Regions from separate parts of the Mus musculus genome. Here region 2 is linked to region 1. A link is a contact called in public Hi-C data. All regions are on one chromosome and are shown on one strand. Each heading gives the region's core, a stretch centred on a gene start, on an enhancer-like site or on the middle of the called end of the contact. The rest is flanking DNA. Distances are from core to core; before and after follow the strand shown. Region 1 overlaps Itih2 (inter-alpha trypsin inhibitor, heavy chain 2). Region 2 overlaps Gm13261 (a long non-coding RNA gene).

The links. Hi-C and Micro-C count contacts between places; a contact is called where the count stands out from the background.
Region 2: a Hi-C map of the Ba/F3 cell line shows a contact between it and region 1, with 2.3 times the contacts expected there. The contact joins two enhancer-like sites. A contact is called at or near these places in 1 of 15 datasets of contacts at CTCF or cohesin (the NIH/3T3 cell line), 3 of 484 Hi-C or Micro-C datasets (the AtT-20 cell line, the Ba/F3 cell line and embryonic fibroblasts) and 2 of 115 datasets of contacts at active chromatin or transcription factors (CD8 T cells and craniofacial prominence).

The regions. Positions count from the first base shown.
Region 1 is chr2:10,097,152-10,104,206 of GRCm38.p6, forward strand. Itih2 (inter-alpha trypsin inhibitor, heavy chain 2) reads right to left here. Exons shown (of 21, transcript NM_010582.3): 15 at 5,634-5,803; 16 at 4,924-5,061; 17 at 1,303-1,416; 18 at 751-949; 19 at 1-98. Among named protein-coding and RNA genes, the nearest start is that of Kin, 20 kb to the left of the region's middle. Within about 2 kb of position 3,515, at least 8 of the 459 cell types and tissues checked have an H3K27ac peak or open chromatin away from gene starts, as enhancers often do. A contact at or near this core is called in the Ba/F3 cell line, where this site is marked.
Region 2 is chr2:10,338,415-10,345,469 of GRCm38.p6, forward strand. Gm13261 (a long non-coding RNA gene) reads right to left here. Exons shown (of 4, transcript XR_001783229.2): 2 at 6,837-6,971; 3 at 3,107-3,314. Among named protein-coding and RNA genes, the nearest start is that of Gm39758, 22 kb to the left of the region's middle. Within about 2 kb of position 3,222, at least 12 of the 459 cell types and tissues checked have an H3K27ac peak or open chromatin away from gene starts, as enhancers often do. A contact at or near this core is called in the Ba/F3 cell line, where this site is marked.

The DNA.
Region 1 (7,055 bases), core at 2,265-4,764:
GGTGCTTCCTCCACACACGATGCAGCAGAACGGAAAAGAACAGCTCTTTATTCAGGGTGAGAGTCACAGATTTTTCTTTCTTCACAGAGATGAGCACCCTATGGGAAAGCCAACATTGAACGAGTTTCTAGATGATTTCAGAGCTCTCTCTCTCTCTCTCTCTCTCTCTCTCTCTCTCTCTCTGTGTGTGTGTGTGTGTATGTGTGTGTGTGTGTGTGTGTGTGTGTGTTTATGTGCCCACCCATGTATGTATGCATACATACTAGTGGAGATCAGAAAAAGACAACTTGCAGGCTCTCTTCTCTCCCTCCACTTTGTGGGTCCTGTCTGAGATTGAATTCAGGTAATATAACAAACTCTCGGGTCCTCCAGCGAGGGCTTCACTGCATGTGGGCTGTCTAAAACGGTCAGTGGCCAGGCCCTAGCTGGGAAGATACTCTTGCATAAAATACAATCATACCATTTGGAGCATACTTGATGTAGTCAGCTCCAGATCCCAATGCGCAGGTCTGCTTGCATATACTGAGCACTTACTGTTGCTTCTCACTGAGCCTTGTCAGTGAGACACGGTGAACACTGAAAACAATTCCTGGACCCAGGGATACCCCAGTGCAAGAGAAGAGCCACCCTGAACCTCAGCGTCCTTGTATCTAAAAGGACGGCTGGATGATCTCTCTGAGGTTGAGGCTGGGCTTGCTTCTGCAGCCGTGTCCCAAGGGCTGATGGGAACGGAGGTGGAACACTACTTGCCTCGAGTTTCCAAGATGAGCTGTGTCGGACCAGGACAGTCGAGATGTAGAGGAGCCAGAGCTCAGGGTGATGGTCTCGGTGCTGATTTCTATCTTCATGCCTTCCTTTTGGAAATAAAACCCCAGTTTTCCAAAGTAGGTGCTTAGCTTTCCATTCTCTGCCCTCTTGGCGCCGATAAGCTGACCGTTGACTACAATCCCTGTAAAGGAAAACATGCTTTCTCCTCTGGGCCCCAGGAGTGGGCACCACAGTTTGTATTTATAAAGCCTGGCAAGTCAACAATGTCATAATACAAATATTTTTCCTTTACGAGATATTTTAAAGTTAATATTTTTTTATAAAATAAAACATCAGCTAGCTTGTGCTCAGAATAGGTATTTTTAAGTTATACTTGCTTGACGTGATATATATATATAAGTTTCTTACTAGTTATAGCACTTTTAAAAGCTATAGTCTATCTAATGGGGTGAGAAAAAACGAATCCAGGTGGACACAAGGAAGTCTAGCCGTCATGCGATGAGTTGCTGCAAATGGAATCTGCTCTTATGTTACCTGATTCTGGGTCAGACACCAGGCTTAGGATTTTCCCAGGTTCTGAGTCAATATTGAAACAAATATTCCTTTTGCTTTTGGGCAGGTAAATGATGAAGTGGGGGTCATTTTCCACTAGAAAATAGACAAGAAAAATAAAAACAAAATTATAAAAAGGAAGCTGATTTTTGTCACTGTTGCTTACTGAGACAGGATCTAACTTCGCAGCACGGGCTGTCCTTGAACTTGTGATTTTACTGTCTCAGCCTCCAGAAGGCAAGATTGTAATCCATTACGTTACCTCCTGCCCCTTGCTTTCATCTCACACTACACAGTTCATTTCAGGTGGTTAATGAAGACTTGGTTCATCGGTCAATGTCAAGGCTGGGCACTAGAGGGCACTGTTGAGGTATGAAACAATGGCTCCTTTGGAAAAGATTTATGGCAAAATTTTCCTTCTATATAAGTACGGTACTTATGGTGGTTTGAATAATATTGCTCCCCACCCCCACCCCAGGATCCTATATTTGAATGCTTAGTCACCAGGGAGTTGAAATACTCGAGAAGGATTGGGAGATGTGGCCTGTTGGAGGAAGTGTGTCACTGGCAGGTTGGGCTTTGAGGTTTCAAAAGAGAAAGCCTGGCCCAGTAGCTCTCTCCCTGCTGGCTGCAGACTGCAGATCCAGATGTGAACTCTCAGCAACTTCTCTAGCACCCTGTCTGCCTGCATGCTGCCATACTCCCCGCCGTGATGATGTGTTTCTAGGCAATGGAACGCCTCCTTACACCAATCAGTGTAGCTTTAACTTTTGATAGGGTTGGAAGTGGATCGAAGATCTCCATGTCAACAGTATATATTCCTGAAATCCTAAGATTTATGGGCCAAGCACTAGTTAGACTTTATTGGATGTCTAGATATGAGAATCTTGCTTTATAATTACCCTATAGCCATTACTCCATAATACAGGTGAGATAACTGAGAGCAGAGAAGTCAGTGTACAGCCAATGTTTACATTGGAAGAATTTGACCCCAGGACCATCTGATTCAGGGGCAGCCTTTTTGTTGCATCAAATAGCAGACTAGACATATGGAAGAAGCCTTGTGGTCTTAGGAACGCCGTTTTAAAATAGGCTGTCTTGTCCTTTTTTGCTGCAAAAACTTTCCTTTGAAAAGTGACAGTGTGTGGGGTCCATGTAGTGAGTGGACAGTGTGATGTCCATGCTGGACACCATAGCATGTCCTGCTCTTGGGAGCCATTCACCACACAAGCCCTGCACACTGATCTTCCACTCAGGGTTCCTGCTCAGGAGTGTAGCTATAAGGAGCATTATCATCAACAAAAGGGAAACAGCAAATCATTCAGGTCCCACAACGAACATTATTGGAGATAAGCCACAGAAAGTGAGATGAGGCCACTTAACATGGTCACCCGGGTCCTTGCTGTTGCTTGTAACAAAACGATGCTTGGTGTATGTAATAAACAATCGGAGCCTTTCTTTCTCTTTCCTCTCCCTCTCAGCTGCACTGTGATAGGACGCATAGGACAGTGCACACACAAGGCATGTGCTCTCCCATGTAGTGACATCCTCAGCCGTTCTCTTGTGACATGGGGTATTGCTCTGTGTCCACGTTGGCCTCAAACTCACAGTTCACCTGCCTTCACCTTGAATGCTGGGATTACAGGTGCCACCCACTCAGTCTAGAGTTCATTTTGAAACATCATTTATTTCGTTTTAATTTTAAGTAATTAATTTTGGAGACAGGGTTTCCCTGTATAGTCCAAGTCAGCCTTGCATCTACAATCTAAGATGTCAGTTCTGAAGATTATCCACTTTGTGTGTGTGTGTGTGTGTGTGTGTGTGTGTGTGTGTGCACATGTGTATGTGTTCGTGCAGTGTATGTGTGTGTGTACATATGGGCCTGTGTTCTAACAAGTATATAGAGTTCAGAGGGTTACTTGTGGTAGTCTGTTTTCTCCTGCCATGCAGGTTTCAGGACTGAACTCAGGATATTAAGCTTGTTAGCAAGTGCCTTCATCCTTGGAGACACCTCACTGGGCCATCTGAAGATGTTTTCTAAATAGGAGAGTCTATTCAAGAGAACCTAGGGATCTTACATTAACAACAGGAAGTAGCCTTCTGTTTTCACTTCAAACATCCACATACTGCTGAGCAGTGGGACCTTCCCTTAGGACAGAAGCCTGGAGTGCTGTGAGGATGTCCAAAGTCCATTCTCTAAGAGAGAGATGTTGCAAAGCACATACATACACACTGCAGGGGCTGCCTCATGGCCTGCACACACACACACACACACACACACACACACACACACACACACAGAGTCAGGGTATGGGCTTTAGCGGGGAAACCCGGGCAAACCCTCAGCTCATTAGCTTTCTGTCAACTTTGACAAGCAGCAGCCATAGAGGTGGCAGTGAGCTACACGCTGTTTGCCTCCTAGCTTTGCTGTGGCTAATGCTCCTGGTGTTCCGATCACGGTGATAACAGTTGCCTAGGTTACTTCCCAGTGACTTGAAGACCTTGCTTGTTGAAGCCACTGACTCTTACCTTGAAAACATACAGGTATGTGATGGGTGACTTTATGATGCCAGAGGGCCATCACTCCATCTTCCGATGATGTGAATACCCCCGTTTTCTGAATGTGTATCTCCTAACGGCCTCTGGAATCTAATTGTGTGTTTGTAAACCACAGATCCCTCCAACTCTTCCCCACACAGTAATTACCATTTCTCTGCCCTATACATATCTTCAAGCCCTAGGGCATGTGGCTTTGAGACCTGTATCATGTCCCATGTCTCCTCATGTTTTGCCACAGCATGAGTAAGCATTATCTTTTTTGCAAAGCTTGTCACTTCGGTAATTGACCGAGTGTGTGTGGTTACCATTTCTGTAAACTCTGGGGCAACAGCAGGAGCTGCACTTACTGTTACGTCCTCCAGGTGGCACCTCTGTCTCACACGTTGAAAGGGAATGTGTCCATTGTGTACTGAAAGTGTACAGTTGCACCTCAGCGCCCAACCTCTAACAAATATATGTTAGTGGCTTTTGAATGATCACATCTATGGGCCATGCCTCCCACATGCATGTGACAATGAATGCATTTGGGTCAAAACAAACAAAACGATAGTTCTTACTCAATGATAACATCCATGTATTGAGCAACTAGTAACTGCTTAACCAATTGAGGCTATTCACCAAATGTGAAGCGGCACTCCACCAATGCATTCCCACAAGAAGAGAATCTCTTCTATTCCAGAGAGGTTGCCTCATGCACTTGGAAAGAGTGTGAGGTATGGGTTTGTCTCCACGCAAATTCATATTCCAAGCCCTACACCTCAACATATGATGGTATCTAGACATGGAACCCTTCAGCGGGTCATTAGGTGTCCATGATGTCAGAGAATGAAGCCCTGATGCTTTCAGCACCCAACAAGAAGAGACACCAGACGTGCCCCAGCTACTTCGTTACGGCACTGCAGTAAGCACACGGGGCTTTTGACTCCCCATAGAAGGCAACAAGGCCTGTAAAAGTCAGCTAGCTTCTCAAGACATGGAGATCCTATTCATTGATGGAAATTCACACAGGGGTCTGATGGGTTAAAAAGGGAGAAATGCTTTTACCTTGATTCAAATGAGTAGGTGGAGTAGACTCAAGTGGCTTCGCTCCGACTGCAAGCATGGCCGACATTGGTGTCGGAGATGGGTTGGCCCATGATGGGATGGGACCCGAGGCAACCTTGGTGCCATAATACAGTGCGCCTGCGTAGAAGAACTGCCCCCATTAGTTCCCATGTACTCTTCCATAGAAATTGCACTCAGTTTAAATAATTTGACTTTTGCATCCTCTTTCCCAACCAAAGGTTCTCAACTAAGGTTTCCTCTTCTCATATGTGTGTGTGTGTGTGTGTGTGTGTGTGCGCGCGCGCGCGCGCGTGTGTGCAGTGCTAAGTATCAAACCCAGGGTGTTGAGCGTGCAAGGTCACCCACAGCCTCTCTTTAGTCAAAGTTTCCCTCCTCTTGTTCCCTCTAGTATCCAATTCTTCCAGTATCTAGTACTATAAATAGATCTGCGAGAAAGAACCCCTCTGCTGGGCATAGTGACACATGCCTGCAATCCTAGCCCTCAGAAAGTGGAGGCAGGAGGGCCAGGAGTTCAAGGTCATCCTTGGCTAAATAGAGAGCTGGTACCATCATGTTCACTGGCAAAACTAAACTTAAACCTGGACACTTACGGACACAGGTGGAAGCAAAAAGTGGATGGGAGATGGGACATCAACACAAGACAAGAAGGCCACTCCATCTTGTTGCCCCATAAGGACCCAAGTACTGACCTGAGCAGCAGGAGTGGTCCTGTGGCGGGGAGTCAGCCAGCATGCGTTCATCTCCAGCATCATTCTCTATCACCATGGCAGTAAGCGGAGTCACGATGTGATGGTCTAGAGACATCTGCAGGATTGTTTTGGTGATTTTCCTTTTGATGGCAGCAGTAGGAGCCAGACTTCTGCATTCAGAGGGTAGATATTGAAGAACATCACCATATACCAGGGTGAACTTGGGCCCCAAACCTCTTTACTCCCCCTTCTGATAGTCACCCAACACCTGAGCACAGAGTGGGGATGCCTAAGACAAGAGAGAAACAGAACCAACTGGTTTCATGAGCCTCAGTAGTTTATCCAGCCATGTGGTCTCTAGTTTTTGAAATGGTGTTTTCTTGCTTTATGTATGCATGTCTGTATGCATGTATATATATATGTGCGTGAGTGCATGCACGCCTCTGTGTGTGTGTGTGTGTGTGTGTGTGAATGCACACATGTGCCCTAATGCCTGTGTGAAAGTCAGAGAACAACTTGTGTGGGTTGCTTCGCTCCTGCCATGGTGTAGGAGCTCAAGAACAGACTCAGGTGGACACGCCTTGCCACAAGCAGGTTCATCTGCTGAGCCACCTCACTGCCCCCAAGGGATCAGTTTTAAAGACTTTATCTTTCAGAATAGTTTTAGGTTCATGGTGAAATTGAGTGAAAGGTACTGAGAGTGTCTCCACGTACCCTACCGACCCGTAGCCTCCTGGATTACAGATGTCTTGTACAGATGTTCTTGTGTGCATGTGTGACCACAGGTGAAGCATATACAGGTGTATTGACATACAGGTAAGTGGCTTACACTGGCATTTGCGTGTATATCTCGTGAGTAGATACGACAGACCTATCGTTGCAGAAATGTTCCATTCTACACATTCCCTGAAATCCTAGAAACCACTGATCTTCCTACAGGGCTTTACAAACCAATATTTAATGTCCAGAGCAACTTCTTTATGCTTTTGAGTAGAGCCAATGTACTTCTGTCCAAGGGACAGGATTATTTCTTTCTTGCTTCAAAACCACAGCTTATAGCTACGTGTATTTTTTAAATAGAACCTTAATGACATCAGGAATCTTCTCTGGGAGTTCCGTTATATGATCGTCCTTATAATCTAGTTCAGTGACCTTGGTCCATCTTCCTGAGGATCCTACCCAGCAGGTCGGGTGAGAGCTTTGCAATGAGTTTTATCAACTATCCCCATGAGGCTCTGGTGCAAGTGTTTTTTTAATAACAGGATGTGATGTTAGGGCTTTGAAATGCAGCTCAGCTGAGAAGCCAGTGATGGCCTAAGTATCAAAGAGCCGTTCCTTGGGGGCATTGTAGCCACACAGTCAAATGCAAATGGACTATTGACATGCACAGCAACATGGCTGAACCTAACAGTCATCCGGCTG
Region 2 (7,055 bases), core at 1,972-4,471, 240 kb after region 1:
AAGACATCTGGGAGAGGAAACTGGGGAGAGGGGGCAACATTTGGGGTGTAAATAAATAAAATAATTAATTAAAAATAAAGTAATGGAAATAAAATGCATATTAATAACAAAAACCTCCAAACAGAGTATCAACATGGAAACACCCCCCAATTCCCCTGGTAAGGAAGAAGTTCAAGTGAAACTGGGAACATGGTTTTTGCTTATCTCCTTGACAGCATTCAGTGCTAAAGCGGCTATGGGAAATCACCCCTCACATAGGTCACAGGTCAAGTACAAACTGGCATCGTGCAGTTAGAGGCACATGTTTTGTGCTATTTTAGAGTGTTGTTTGGTAATGTCAATTAGAGTTCTACAGCTATTACCATGCTTTGTGTGAGCAATTTTCATTTTATAAACTTGTACCACGAGAGCACTGGAAATGTGTATAAAGATTTATACGAAAACGCAGCTATCATTTTCCAGAGCAAAAACTGAAAAGAATCCCGATAGCCACAGTGCAGGCCAGAATAAGGATGTGTAGCCTACTCTAAGCACTGACCACACAATAACCAATTTTGCTGGTTTGAGGGTGGACTGCTTCTTTGGGGCAAGCTGAGCAGATATTTCAGAGGAAATGGGTGTCTTGTTTTGCATGAATTGTGACATTTTGGAAGTGAAGGAACTTTGTTTTGGGAATTGATAGTGTTGGCTTGGCTACTGTTTAGCACGGTGACTTCTCTCTCTCTCTCTCTCTCTCTCTCTCTCTCTCTCTCTCTCTTTCATTCTAGACCTCCTGTATGAAACGCTGGCTGACAACTACTTATCTCTCAAAAACCAGGCACTTAGAAGAAAGGAAACAGCAAAAGAAAACAGAATGAACACAAACTTTCCACATTAAAAAATTTATTAACATCTGTTTCTGAATAATAATTCCAGTAATAGATGACTTGCCAAGAGAGGTCCTGCCCAGTGGCTATGACTTTGGCTTCTCTAAGCTTGGATTTGGATCATTTGGGAAATTCCTCTCTTTCTGAACTTTGACCTCTTCCGTTACTAGTGTTGTACACGTTCAGAAGCACCTGTTAAGGAATGGGGAAAGCGATAGCTCAGTTGGTAAAGGGCTTGCAGCAAAAGCATGGGGACCTGAGTTCAAGCCCTAGAACCTACATTAAAAACTAGGCATGGAGGTACATGCTTAGAATCCAGGCACTGGGAAGATGAAGGGGGTGGGTCCCCAGGACTTACTGGCCAGCCATCCCAGCCACGAGTCTCCAGGCTAGTGCAAAACCTCTGCCTCCAAAACAAGATAAAACACGACTGAGGAAGACCCGTGAGGTTTATATCTAGCCACACACATGCACACCCATAGATACACGAACATGTACACATGTGCGAGCATGTACGTACGCATGACACCCACACGTAATGCATCAATGTACTTTTGGCATGTCATGCCATCTTTGGATAGACTGTAGATATATACTCATTTTGTGACAAATTTCATCTTATTCACTGAGATAGAGAGAGCAATGGTCACCCAGTGATGCCAGAAATATCCAACTGTAAACTGAACCTTAGCAAGAAGCTATACTATGACCTCACTATTTTTATTAAAATCGCCAACAACATTCCCAAGCAAGCAGGGGTAGGCTCTGACCTTGTCAGAAAAGCCACAGACAGCATCATGATGTCTCTGGTGCTCCTGTATTTACCTGGTGCACATGTTTTGACATATGTCAAAACTTGCTTTGATATACATCAATTCTTTGCAGCACAGAGCCCTGGGCTGGGAACACCACTCAGAAGAGCTAGTGGCTCATCTAAAGGTTAGTGTAGCCTGAGAAGTGGACAGAGAAGGACCATTTATTACCAGGTGAAACAGAGATGCCTTGGCACAGAGCCAACAGGACTTCAATTAGGCCAAGACAAACAAAGGAAGAGGAAATGAAGATGCCCCGCATTGCCTTCCTAGAAACATATACACAAAGCAAAGCCACTTCAGACCCCACTTGTCTGTTCCCAGCCCTGTCCTGCAGATACACAGGGAGGGACAGAAACAGTTAGCTAAGGACGTGCCTCTGCTGTAGATGATGAACTGGCAGCCACATGCCAGGGTGAAATAGATTTAGGACAGAGACAATGAGGCCCCCTTGGGTGGGGGGTTCTGGTTCTGTTTGCTTGACTGGGTTCAGTGTTTGTCTGGCAAAGAGGAGGAAGCTGCTCTTTGAGACCCGAGCACTGGTTTTATAAAGTCCTATTTCCTCTGTGATGAACCAATGATTTTTAATCACAGAATTGTTAATTAAATGAAAAAGGAGGGTGTGTGATTTCTGACCATGTTGACCTTACACTGTTTCTTTATCATTTCCCTTTTCTTGAGGCATATATAATATACTTGTGAGCCAGTTCAATAGCATGTGGTTCTAGTCCACAAGTAAAGAAGTGAACCTGCAATGATATCTTCAGCTATGATGTAATATATAACTCTGAAGCCTGCCACTTTAGTATCCAAATCATGGGTTCTTCCAGGCTCTCATTTTAAGGAATAATGTAAAGAGGCAAGGAAGCCCAGATACTCTGATAAGGTGCCTCCATAGTCCAGTTAAATGCCCCTTCTATTTCTATTGGAAAATTTAACAAGGAGATACAACAAAGTCAGAGTTTAGAGCTAGTGAGATGGCTCAGTGGGAAAAGAAGCCTACTGCCAAGCCGGACGACCTAAGCTCAACACTTAGGAGCCACGTGGTTGGAAGCAGAGAACGGACTCTTGCAAGTTGTCCTCTGAACTCCACACTATGCCTTTTCACATACATTCCTTTCCCCTCACGGGGTTATGTGTACACACACACACACACACACACACACACACTAAGTAAAAGGTACTTTTTAAAAAATGAAGTACAAAAACATGGAATTTTTGAGAGTAGAAATATTTAAAACAAATGCCACATTAAACAATTAAAGTAGGCATAGAGTTTAAAATAACTAACTTTCTATTCTAGGTGATTGGATGAGTTATTTTTAAATTACTTGTCTGCTCCTACCACGGCCACTGTTCTCTTTGCAGTGTGATAAATAAATTTGCTTTCTTTCTATTAAAAACGCATTGTTTTCAAACGTTACTTACTCTGTAGTATGGAGAGTTCCTGAAAGCGACGGTTCTGGTTCTCGCGACAAGACCGGGGAAGCGCTTGGAGGGTAGAGTCCACAGATGCTAGGCGTGCGAACAGTTTGTCCTGCCCCTGGATCCACCTTAGCCTTGGAGTTCACCTCACTTACGGGTCATCTGACTTGTTTGTTGAAGGGAGTATTTGTCTTCTGAATTTTCCCTCAGGCTACGGAAGAAAATAAAGAATCAGACACTTACCCCAGGAAACCTGCGTTGTGGGCGTGCGCTTAGTAGACTCTTGGTTTCACCCGCACGGTCTGTTTCTCAGGGTCTCTACTGAAGCTTCAGTGTTGACGCACGAGGGCTGGGGAGATGACTGAGTAATGAAAGCGTTTGCTGTGCAAGCAGAAGGCCCTGAGTTTTAATAAGTAGAGACGGTGGTGCCCACGTGTAATTCTAGCATTGGGGGTGGAGCTAGGTGGATCCTTGGGGCTCATTGGCTAGCCAACCTTCCAGTCTTCGAGCTCCTGAGTTGCAATATAAGAACCAGTCTCAAAAATAAGAAAGATGGCTCCCGAGGGACAGCACCCGCAGTTGACTGGCATCTGTATGTACCCACATACATAAACACACACATGAAAGTGGGACACAGGAAGGTCCTTTCGATTTCATTTTGCGGATCATGCCATCTGGCGCATCTCCAGATTCATAATTGCGATGCCTACTGGCCATGTTTACTTGCTGGACTTGACTCTCAGGCTCCCGTCTCTGTATGTGCTAAGCTGTTAGCTCTCTCCTTCTTCTCACCTCTCCTCCTCTACCTCACAAATCTCAGGGCTGCAAACCTGAGAGTGTCAAGTGTAGCTGTAGAGCACTGGGTGGGAAGACAGCATCTTAACTTCCAAACTTAGGCTAGTGTTTCCTTTTTCTTTTCTTTCTTTCTTTTTCTTATTTTTGTTGGTTTTTTTGTTTGTTTGTTTGTTTGGTTTTTGTTTTGTTTTTGTTTTTTTGAGGCAGGGTTTCCCTGTATAGCCCTGACTGTCCTGGAACTCACTCTTTTGACTAGACTGTCCTTAAACTCAGAAATCCACCTGCCTCTGCCTGCCATGTGCTGGGATCAAAGGTGTGCGCCACCACTGCCTGCCATTTCCTTTTGAGAAAGCTGAATGAACGAGCTTGTCTCACTGCCGGGCCTGCAGATTTGGGTAGAAAGCACAATCAACTGTGGCCAAATCAAATCTCTGTTCACAGAACACAAAGTTTCACATCGGGAGGCAGGATTGTCTCTAGTGACGTGGCTTTGACCACACCTACTATACCACAGAGCAGAAAGAGAGGTTAATTTGACCCTTAACTAGACAGGGACCAGATCGTATTCAAGCTTACATGTTGCTTCTTACATTGTGACTGTAATTCTTCTCTATGGATCTGCTGGCAGGACTATTGATTAGACACAGGAGGCAGATGGATTGTACCCAGTTGGGGTCATATTTCATACCCCGTTTATAACATATTACTATTTTACACGTTACAGGGTTTCAGTCTGAAGAGTTTTGGTGTGTGTGTTGTTTTTGTTTGTTTGTTTGTTTGTTTTTTGTAGACTCTGGGTAAAAAAAATATTATATGCAGATACCTGGGGGAGAGAATATTTTTGTGATTTTGAATTTGCTTTTAAGTGAAAATACATGTGTGTCTGTGTGTGTGTTGTATATGTGTGCGTTTCAGTGTTGGTACACCTGGGTGCATATGGAGGCCAAAAGTTGGCATCAGGTGCCTTCCCTAACCTCTCTCCATCTTACTAGTTGAAATAAGATCTCTCACAGGATCTGGAGTTCACTGTAGGCTGGCTATCCAAAGGAGTCCCAGGGAGCTGCATGTCTCTGCCTCCTTGGTGCTGGGGTTACAGATGTTTCAATGCCACCTGGCTTTCTGTGTGCATGCTGGGAATCCGAACTCAGCTCCTCGCTGGTGTGGTGACCACTTTACTACCCGAGCCATGTCCCAGCCCTTGCTTTCACTTTTAAGCTACTCATTTCAACCACACTCTGTCTTCTCACTCCCGGAATGGCGCCGACCTTGGACAGGACATTATAGATGGATCTCAGATTTTGTGTAAGTGTTCCAAGAAGCACGGGTGAGCTAGATACAGCACAGGTGATTTCAAAGAAGATCTGACATGGGAATTGCAAGAGGATGTGGTGGGTTGTGTTTGCTGTGGGTTTTTTTCCTCTCCCTTGCAGTCCTTTCACTTTCTGGGGATGCTGCTAAGAGCAGAGACAGTAAACTGCACTGGTAAAATCTGACAGATTACTTCAGAACTGGGGGCAAATAGAGGGAGCCACCCTACAGTCTCCTTTTGACGTTCTATTCTAATTTCATGTTTGTCTCATTTTACAACTCTCCCCATCACCTCCTGCCTCCAAGTTTTTCTATACTTGGAAGGAGTGCTTTTCCAGAAAGCATGGGTTTAGGCGATGTGTTTAGAGAGGTAGCAGAGAGGTCTGAGAGTTGTTAGGGGGTAAAGACAGATCCAGGGTTATATGAACTGTCTCTAAGTTCACTGCAGAAAGTTTGCCTAAAGGGGCTTTGTTGCTTATTTCTGAAGAAGGAGGAGGAGGAGGAAGAGGAAGAAGAAGAGGAGGAGGAGGAGGAGGAGGAGGAGGAGGAGGAGGAGGAGGAGGACAGTTGGAGAGATGGCTCAGTGGTTAAGAGCACTAACTGCTCTTCCAGAGGTCCAGAGTTCAACTAGCAACCACATGGTGTCTCATAACCATCCAATGGAGTCTGATGCCCTCTTCTGGTGTGTTTGAAGACAGCTACAGTGTACTCATATACATAAAATAAATAGATTATTTTTTTTTCGAGACAGGGTTTCTCTGTATAGCCCTGGCTGTCCTGGAACTCACTCTGTAGACCAGGATGGCTTTGCACTTGGAAATCTGCCTGCCTCTGCCTCCCAAATGCTGGGATAAAAGGCGTGCGCCACCACTGCCCAGCAAATAAATAATTCTTAAAAAAGAAGAAGAAAAGAGTTTTGGGTGTATGTCTGTACATATGATCTCTTGCTCTGTGTATCTGTACACATACTCCTCTCTCTCTCTCTCTCTCTCTCTCTCTCTCTGTGTGTGTGTGTGTGTGTGTGTGTGTGTGTGTGTGTGTGAACTTGGTTGTGTACATGCCTCAACAAGGGTGTGGAAGTCAGAGGGACAGCTTTCGGTCTTAGTCCCCACCTTCCATGTTAAAAGAAGAGCTCTTTCTGCTCTAATCTGGGGTCTCAGCTTTGGGGACTTTCCTGTCCATCTCCCATGTTCTTGTAGGAGCCCCTGGTTAGAGAGACTTAGGTTACCGCACTTGACTTTTATGTGGGCTCTGGGGATTTGAATTTTGGTTCAAACTCCTAGCTCTCCGGGCTGCATTATGTAGTAACAGGCAAAGCGTGAGGATTTTCTGAGTCTCGGAATTTTGGTTGCTGACATGAAAACAAGAAACAAACAAACTTAGAATCACAGCACTGTAAAGAATGTCTGGTGTGGCCAGGCAGTGCTGGCGCACGCTTTTAATCCCAGCACTCTGGAGGTAATGAGTTCAAGGCCAACCTGATGTACCAAGCAAGTTCCAGGACAGTTAGAGCTACACAGAAAAACTCTGTCTCAAAAAAAAAAAAAAAACAAAAAACAAAACAAAACAAAACAAAACAAAACAACCAACCAAACAACCAACCAAACAAAAGCCAAAATTAACTTCTCACAGGATGTGTTGCTCCAGTGGCTGTCTCTTTCTCTGGGCTGCAACGGCAGGATTTGAAGAGAAGATCTGTCCATCTGTAAGATTCTTGGGGCCTAAGAAATATGGCATGGTCTAAACAGCTTCCTTCTCAGTCCTCCTGTATGGACAGCAGAGATAGATGGGAACAAATTAACACATAAACTCTTACTTCTTTGGCTATTATTACAGTCCTTGCCAATAT